2 separate regions of the Columba livia genome follow, and region 2 is linked to region 1. A link is a contact called in public Hi-C data. All regions are on one chromosome and are shown on one strand. The core of a region is the stretch at or near the end of the contact, and the rest is flanking DNA. Distances in the headings are between cores, read along the strand shown.

What was found. Hi-C and Micro-C count contacts between places; a contact is called where the count stands out from the background.
Region 2: a contact with region 1 is called in a Hi-C map of liver, with 4 times the contacts expected there. The contact joins the promoter of CARMIL1 here to the promoter of BLOC1S4 in region 1. A contact is called at or near these places in 2 of 2 Hi-C or Micro-C datasets (crop and liver).

The regions. Positions count from the first base shown.
Region 1 is chr2:99,346,740-99,350,540 of bColLiv1.pat.W.v2, forward strand. It overlaps BLOC1S4 (biogenesis of lysosomal organelles complex 1 subunit 4), which reads right to left and starts at 2,278. Exons shown (of 5, transcript XM_065052971.1): 1 at 2,029-2,278; 2 at 870-941. The coding sequence starts at 2,235. It overlaps PARD6G (par-6 family cell polarity regulator gamma), which reads right to left. Exons shown (of 3, transcript XM_065052970.1): 3 at 3,282-3,801.
Region 2 is chr2:99,707,585-99,711,404 of bColLiv1.pat.W.v2, forward strand. CARMIL1 (capping protein regulator and myosin 1 linker 1) reads right to left here and starts at 2,562. Exons shown (of 36, transcript XM_065052981.1): 1 at 2,297-2,562. The coding sequence starts at 2,336.

The sequences.
Region 1 (3,801 bases), core at 1,028-3,527:
AAAATACTAGATTAAAACTAATAAGCTAGATTTTTTGTACAGCTCAGTGATTTCAGCAAAACTTATTTTGCATAGACAACTATTTACCTTTACAGTTATATTAAAAACAGGCTGCCTCAGCCCTATCAGAACTAAGAGATGGAACATTTCCCAAGACATGGTAGAGAATTGAATATATTAAACTATAACTTTTACTTAAATTTTACTACCTGTACATTACTTCAACCTTACCAAAAAAAAAAAAGCCAGGCCACATTTTTTTTTGTGATCTGTTAAAAAAAACATACAGTAAAGCTCCCCTTAGAGTAGTGCAGGAGAACCACACGTGTTATGCTTTCAAACATAGTCGTGTAACAGTGTCAGCTTTTAGAAACTTCCCATTCAGTTCCCATGTCTCTTCCCATGTGAAAGTGAAAACAAAGCTGCCTTTCTGATGAAATGGTGAGAAACAGTCCCCTAAAGAGAAATCTAGCTTTGGAGTTTTGGCAACTCTGATTACATACTTTGATTATAAAACCCAGAGAGGTTGGATTTTATTAAAACAGAAGCAAAATGTTGTATTGTCCTTTTAAGTATCTAGCATTATGCCATTCACAAAGTGATTTCATGTCTGTAAAGGATAAATAATATACAAACGGGATCATGTAAATCTGCAGTTATATAGCTATACGGTCATATTTTGTTCTACCATGAAAGTTTAGTAGTTTTTATCCATGAGTTATCTAATTATCAAGTGTGTTTTCATGCTGGAACTTGTCTGCCTACACCAAAAGCCGCTTCCCATCTCATGTTTTCAAATGAGACAGAGAGTGTATTAAACAGCATTCCGACTTCAAAAAAACCCACACCTATGTGCAAGTTATACATACAATGTCCAGCATGCCCACGAATTCATCCACTCTGGTCAGCAAATCTTCTAGGTTCTTGTCTAAGCTTTCTATCTGCAAAACAGAAATAGAATCATAGAATCATTTCAGTTGGAAGAGACCCCCAGGATCGTCGAGTCCAACCATAACCTAACTGCAGCACTAAACCGTGTCCCTAAGAACCTCATCTAAACAGCTTTTGAACACCTCCAGGGATGGTGACTCCACCACTTCACCAGGCAGCCTGTTCCAGAGCCTGACAACCCCTTCTGTGAAGATTTTTTTCCCCAATATCCAACCTAAACCTCCCCTGGTGCAACTTGAAGACATTTCCTCTTGTCGTATGACTTGCTACTTGGGAAAAGTGACCAACACCCTCCATGCTACAACCTCCTTTCAGGTAGTTGCAGACAGCGATCAGGTCTCCCCTCATCCTCCTTTTCTCCAGGATAAACAGCCCCAGTTCCCTCAGCTGCTCCTCATCAGACTTGTGCTCCAGACCCCTCACCAGCTTCGTTGCCCTCCCCTGCACTCTCTCCAGCACCTCAATGTCTTTCTTGCAGTGAGGGGCCCAAAACTGAACACAGGATTCAAGGTGGGGCCTCATCAGTGCTGAGTACAGGAGGACGATCACTTCTCTAGCCCTGCTGGCCACACTATTCCTGATACAAGCCAGGATGCTGTTGGCCTTTCTGGCCACCTGGGCACACTGCTGGCTCATGTTCAGTTGGCTGTCTCTTGAACACACACACACACACACACACACACATATACATAAAACCCCTAAACAAACAAATACCACCCTCCCAAAAACAAACAAACAAAACAAAACACAAACCCCGAAAAACAACAAAAAACACAGACTCTTCCAAACGACCCTGAGCACAGACATCAGCCAGACTCACACCAGCTCAGCAGAAGTCCCACAGCTTTCCCTGCTCTTGGCTGCGCTCAGCGCAGGTGCCATCGGACACACGGGTGTACCGGCACAAACCCGCAGCGCCGCCCGCTCCGACACCTCCTCCCCCGTCCCACCCGCCCCCCCCGGGGCAGCCTCGCTCCCTGCGCCGCACACCCGCCGCCGGAGCCGAGGCCGGGCCGCTCCGGGAGACGCTCCTTGCCCCCGGGGAGCCCGGCAGGCGGAGGCCGCCCGTCCCCTCACCTCCTCGCTGAAGAGGCTGCGGTCGGCGAGCAGGTAGGCGGAATAGGCGGCGGCGGTGGCGCTGAGCGACGCCTCCAAGGCGTCCTCATCGTCGGGCTCCCCGAGGCCGGAGGCGCTGCTGTGGCTCTGGGACACGTTCCCGCTGTCCGCGCCGCGACAGCCGCCCGGCAGCTCGGCTCCGCTCACCTCCCCCGCGGCCGCCGCCATCCTGCCCCCGCCCCCCAGCGCAGCCGCACGGCAGCGGGGCGGGGCCGGCGCAGGCGCAGACTCCACAGCGGCGCGGGGAGCGGCCGGGGCCTGCGGCCTGTGCGGGCCGCCGCGCACCGGGAGCGGGGAAGCGGCCGCGCCGGGAACGAGAGCGCGAATCGGCGGTGCCTGTGCGAGCCTCAGGCTCCGCAGGAGCCGCGGGGGCCGCTGCCTCTCACCGGCCCCCGAACTGCCCCCCATGGACAGAAACGCGGCTCCCGCAGGAGGATTTGCTCTCTACAGGGGGCTAATGGGCTCCCTCAGCCACCCGCGTTAAAAGCCCCGTTCGACAACTTAAGTCTCAGACCCCAAAGGGCTCAGGCTCCTTTCTACACAGAGGTTTGGGCCGGTAATGGTCTGGATTGGGAAAGGAGCTCATCTTAAAATGACAACTAGGATAAGATGACTTCAGTTATCAATATGGTGCATACAAAAATATAAGTTACTGTGTTTTGGTTTTCCTAGTCGATGCAAATGAGCACAAAATGTTTGCAAGCCTTATAAGTTCTTTTGCAAAACATCAGCTCTGAAGCTGATACATCAATACTTGGCTAATTCATCTTGGATACAATACTTTGACACCGGTGTGCGAGATGCAGCTTATGTTTCCTGCCTCCTGAGATCAGCTGGAAGAGTTGGTATATTTTGTATAGCACCCTTTATTTGGACAGTCACAGGGAGCAGCCTCTGGGCACATGTGTGCACTAAGCCAGAGAACAGAACTACCCCAAGGCCTCAAAGCCGTGAGGTTTGAAACAAACCTTGCCATGAGGAACACAGCAAGGTTCTTGGTTCCCATGGGAATCAGTGTACCAGCACCCTTCAGCAAGCAGCACTGGGAAAAAACACCGAAAGAAACTTGGTATCACTAACAACCACCAGAGGAATCAAGGTAAAAGCAATTACTGAAATGGTTACGTATTCCAGGAATCATCAAAACCAGGTATCTTGTTTCCACGAGGAAAGATGTGCTTGAGGATACGTGAAAGGATATATAGCAGTAGAAGTAAGACAGTGCACTTTTTATTGCAGACAGGTCACATTTTCATCAGTTAAATATGGTAAAGTGAGTAACTTCAGACAGACAAATCAATTGTTCATAAAAGTAGTCTTATTTAAGGTGTAACAGAGTTTTCCTGATAAGATGGTCTGATTGCCCGAAGCACCTCCAGCTCTTAATTTTTTTACTGCACCAGTATTATATTTTTTTAAAAAAGAAAACCTTTGGCAAAGTACAAACACAGTTTTAAGATGAACAAGATCAATGTTCTATTCTTACTGTGCTGAGAAAAGTAAGTACAGCTCTAACTGCTGTGATACCTAGAAGAGGTTTAATTAAAGTGAAAGAATTTTAAAATAAAACTTTAAAAGCAAATCTAAAAGAAATAAACTAAGTTCAATGTCCCAAATATATTTAACAATGAGCAGAAGACTGGTTGTTCCACAGGTATTCTAAATTAGTGACAATGAATTAGTCCAGGCATCCTTTGTCCAGCCATTACAGATTCCAAAATGGAATGTAAATTT
Region 2 (3,820 bases), core at 1,312-3,811, 360 kb after region 1:
TGCATCTCGCAAGGGTCTTCCTCCCAAGGCGCTGGCGTGGGGAGACTCACTTTCGCTGTCCCACCACAAGCCCTCAGCTCCAATGCTCTTACTTCAACAGCCCACACAGAGATAAAGGGCCTGGGACCCTGGACTTCTTCACAGAGCATTGGGATGTGAGCTCCCTCCAAGGCTCTATCTTCCAGAAAGGGCTAGAAATGCTTCTTCAAGGAGTTAAGACTTTATAGATATCCCCCATGTGACTGAGGACACTTCCTTACACATTAGTGGCAAGTGGACTTGCAAAGCACTCTTCTGGATTGAGAGATAGAAACGTAACATTGAGGGTCATATTTTCAAGTACTCATGCATTTTTAATACTGGAGACTATGAGTGCCTGCCTTCAGACACCCAGACCTCGGAGGAGCGGATCCAGGTTAGCCAACAGTAAGAGAGGGATTTTGAAGACTATGACCTAAGAGACCCAACAAAGGTCATACAGGAAGTGAGTAACAGCAGAAAAACTGCAGCTCAAACACTCCTACCCCCAGTTTAATCTCCACACTCCAATCACTAAGTGCTAAGGCACATCCTTTCAATCCTGTTCTCAAAACACAGGGTTAATACAAAAAGCATATTTAAAAGGTTAAATTTTAACATGCAGGCACCAAAATACTGCTAGAAATCATACCATTCTACATCAACAGATCCACAGGCCCCTTGTCAAAGCAAGCTGGGTGGGTGCAATGCATCAGGACTGGGTGGTAATACTTAAAGTTGTTCAAAGCCACCAGATGATGGGATACATGAAGATGTTCACTTTGCTCTTCCTTGTAATATGCACCACGCCCCACCCATGGAATACAGGAGTACAGGGCAGATCCACATTGAGCAGTACCATGTATTAGCACCTCAACATCCCTGTCTGTTTTAAAAAAGAAAAAATTGATGGTTTTGACCATAGCTACTCCTACCTTGCACACTTCCCAGCTCATCGCTTCTCAGTAGTCAGCTACAGACTAAAGCAAACCTCATGGTCTGCACATTGAAAAGACTACAAAATAGAGCTATTTTGTCTGTGCATAAAAAAAAAAAAAAAAGAGAGAGAGAAAAGAGGAAAAAAAAAAAAACCACCCCACACAACAAAACTGTGACAGCTGCAACTTTCCATCCAGATTTTTACCAACATTGCTACAAATGTTAAAACCAGATCCCACCAACAGCACCGGCTGATGAAACTGAAGGAAATGCAACAGCGTAAATGAACTACGAGAGGTTTGTAAGGACTGTATTCAATGCAATATGTACCTTGTTGCCTGATAAATTTCTGTTTCCATCTGTTATTAAGGCAACATTTTCCAATAAACCATTCTCGTTTTGGTCAGATGCTTAGATCTCTCTTCAACAGGCAAAACTGCAACTAAAACCAAAGGAAGTTTGGCCTGAGCGAGGTGGCTGAGGACCAGGCCTAGAGCACCAGACCCAAATGACACTGGTTACCAACTTACTGTGTTAATGACCCATTTACCGAAAGCTCCCCTGTAGCGACGACAGTATTTTCAGGGATCTTACCACCACCTATGATTTCCTAAGCGTTACCATGGAACACAGGGGTTTGTGTGCATGCGACCGTAAAACTTTAATTACAAATACCCTCGCTCTCTCGTACACACATAAGAAAATGAGTCTTAAACCGCGCAAAGCCCAGAGGGGGAAATAAATAACGATGCTCGGAGCCTCCAGTCCGCGGCGTCCGGCGGAGGCGCCAGGCGGACCTGCCCCGGTGCGGCTGTCCCGGCACGGGCGACACGGGGCAGTTGCGCTGCGCGTCTGCCAGACCCCGCAGCTCCCCGAAGACCCCCCGAGCCCTGCCCACCCGCAGACCCCCCCCGGAAGGCGGACACGCCGGGGAGCGCCGCGCTGCCCGAGGAGAGTTACACGCTTCCAGTCCCTGCCCGCCGCCCCCTCCCCGCTCCCCGCCGCAGGCCCGCAGCCCCCGCAAGCTCATTCCCCGCACGCAGCAGCGGCCTCACCGCCCCCCGCCGGGTCCTCGGAGTCTCCCCCCGACCTCCCACGCAGCCCCTTCGGCTCTCCCAGGCAACCCCCACGGAACACCCCGGCTCTACAGCACACCCCCGCCTTGCAGCAGCCCCCGACTCCCCGCAATCCCCCCCCCCCGACCTCCCCGGCAGCGCTGCAGCCGGGGGTCGCGCACGTCTGCCTCCAAACTTAACCCCCCCCCACCACCACCACCCTTATCTCGCAACACCTTTCCCCGGGACTCCCCCCGTCCCCGCCGCCAGGCCCCGCTCCTTACCGATCAACTCTTTGGGGACATCGGAGCTCTCCTCGGCCATGGTGGCGCTGCCCGGCGTCTGGGCTGCTTCAGCGGCGCGCCGTCCCTCCGCCCGGCGAGCCGGGCATGCAACCAGCGGGGCGGGGGAGGAGAAGAGCCGGCCGTGCGCCTCGCTGCGCTGCGTGCGTGTGTGCGGCGAACGCGGACGGAGGGAAGGGGCTTCTCCCGCCCCGCCGAGCCCGCTGCCTCTGCGCTACATGACGCCCCCGGCTGCCGGTGCGGCCAGGAGGGGCATTTCCAGGGGAGGAATGGCCGGCGGGCAGCCGTCAGGCGCGGCGGGCCGGGCTCACGGCGGCCACCGCGCCGGCTCCCTCCTTCCCCCGCACACGGCCGGCCCCTCCGCACCGCCCGGCTCCCCCCCGCCCGGCACCGGCGGCTGAGGCGCGGGCGGGAGGAGGCGGTAGCGGAGACTGCCCCCGCCCCGGGAGGGCTGGCGCCCTCACCCCGGCCCGGCCTCCTCACCTCGCGAGAGCCGCCGGGAGCCGCCCGCCCGCGCCCACCCAGCACCCGGCGGCAGAGAAGGTGGCGGCGGCGGCCCGGGGCATCACCCTCAGGGAGCCATCGCGCCCGCCCTGCCGCGGGGAGGGAGCAGGAGGACGGCAGCGGGCTGGGAAATCCAGCGCGGCGAGCACGGCCCCTCCTCCGCCCGGGCAGCCCCCGGCGCTGCGGCGGGGCCGGAGGGCGGCGGCGGGGGCCATCTGCCGGCGGCCGCGAGTGGAGCGGCTCGGCCGCCCCGGATTCCTCCCGCCGCCGCAGGCCCCGGCCGCCACCGGTGCCTCTGGTAGCAGCCCCGGCCCTTCTCAGCAGTGTCTTTCGCAGAGGCACCGCGGGAGTCCTCATCTGGGTTCATGTCGTTAAAAAAGGTGTGTGGGATGAAGGGAGTGGTTGTCAGCGTCAAGCCAGCCCTCGCCTCCTGGGAAGGGGATGGATTGCCCAGGCTAGATCACTTCAAGCCGTGGGAAAGCGTGACCTTTGATCCACAGCTCATCTGCCTCTCCTGCACTCCCCCACCTTATCTCCATAGGGACGGCAGCCACTTCAGCACCTGTTCTGAGATAACGCCCGCACCAGGGAGCGCTTAGCAAACTCCGTCTGCAGAGACAGGCAAGTCTCTCAGCCTCTGCTAGGTTGGAGGGAACCGAACATGCCTCCATTCCCAGGGGGAAAAAAAATAATCCACAAGATGCAGTGTTTTGCTTGTTGCACGTTGCCACTGATAATTTTTGTCATGTGTAACAGCCACATTATAGAAACGCTGTACTCAAGCTGCCTAGCTACAGCTATAAAAATAAGGAGAGAGGTGCTTATTGGATGAGACCGAAGGAAGAGGCTCAGCAGCTCTGGAAATCCTTCGTTTTGCTTCTGGTAGCGATGCACACACAGTTACAGTGAAAGGATCATTTTCACTGCAGCAGGACTGTGATTGGCTGCCCTCCATCCTAAAGGGGTGGATTACTGCATAAACCTCATATTTCAAGCACTCTG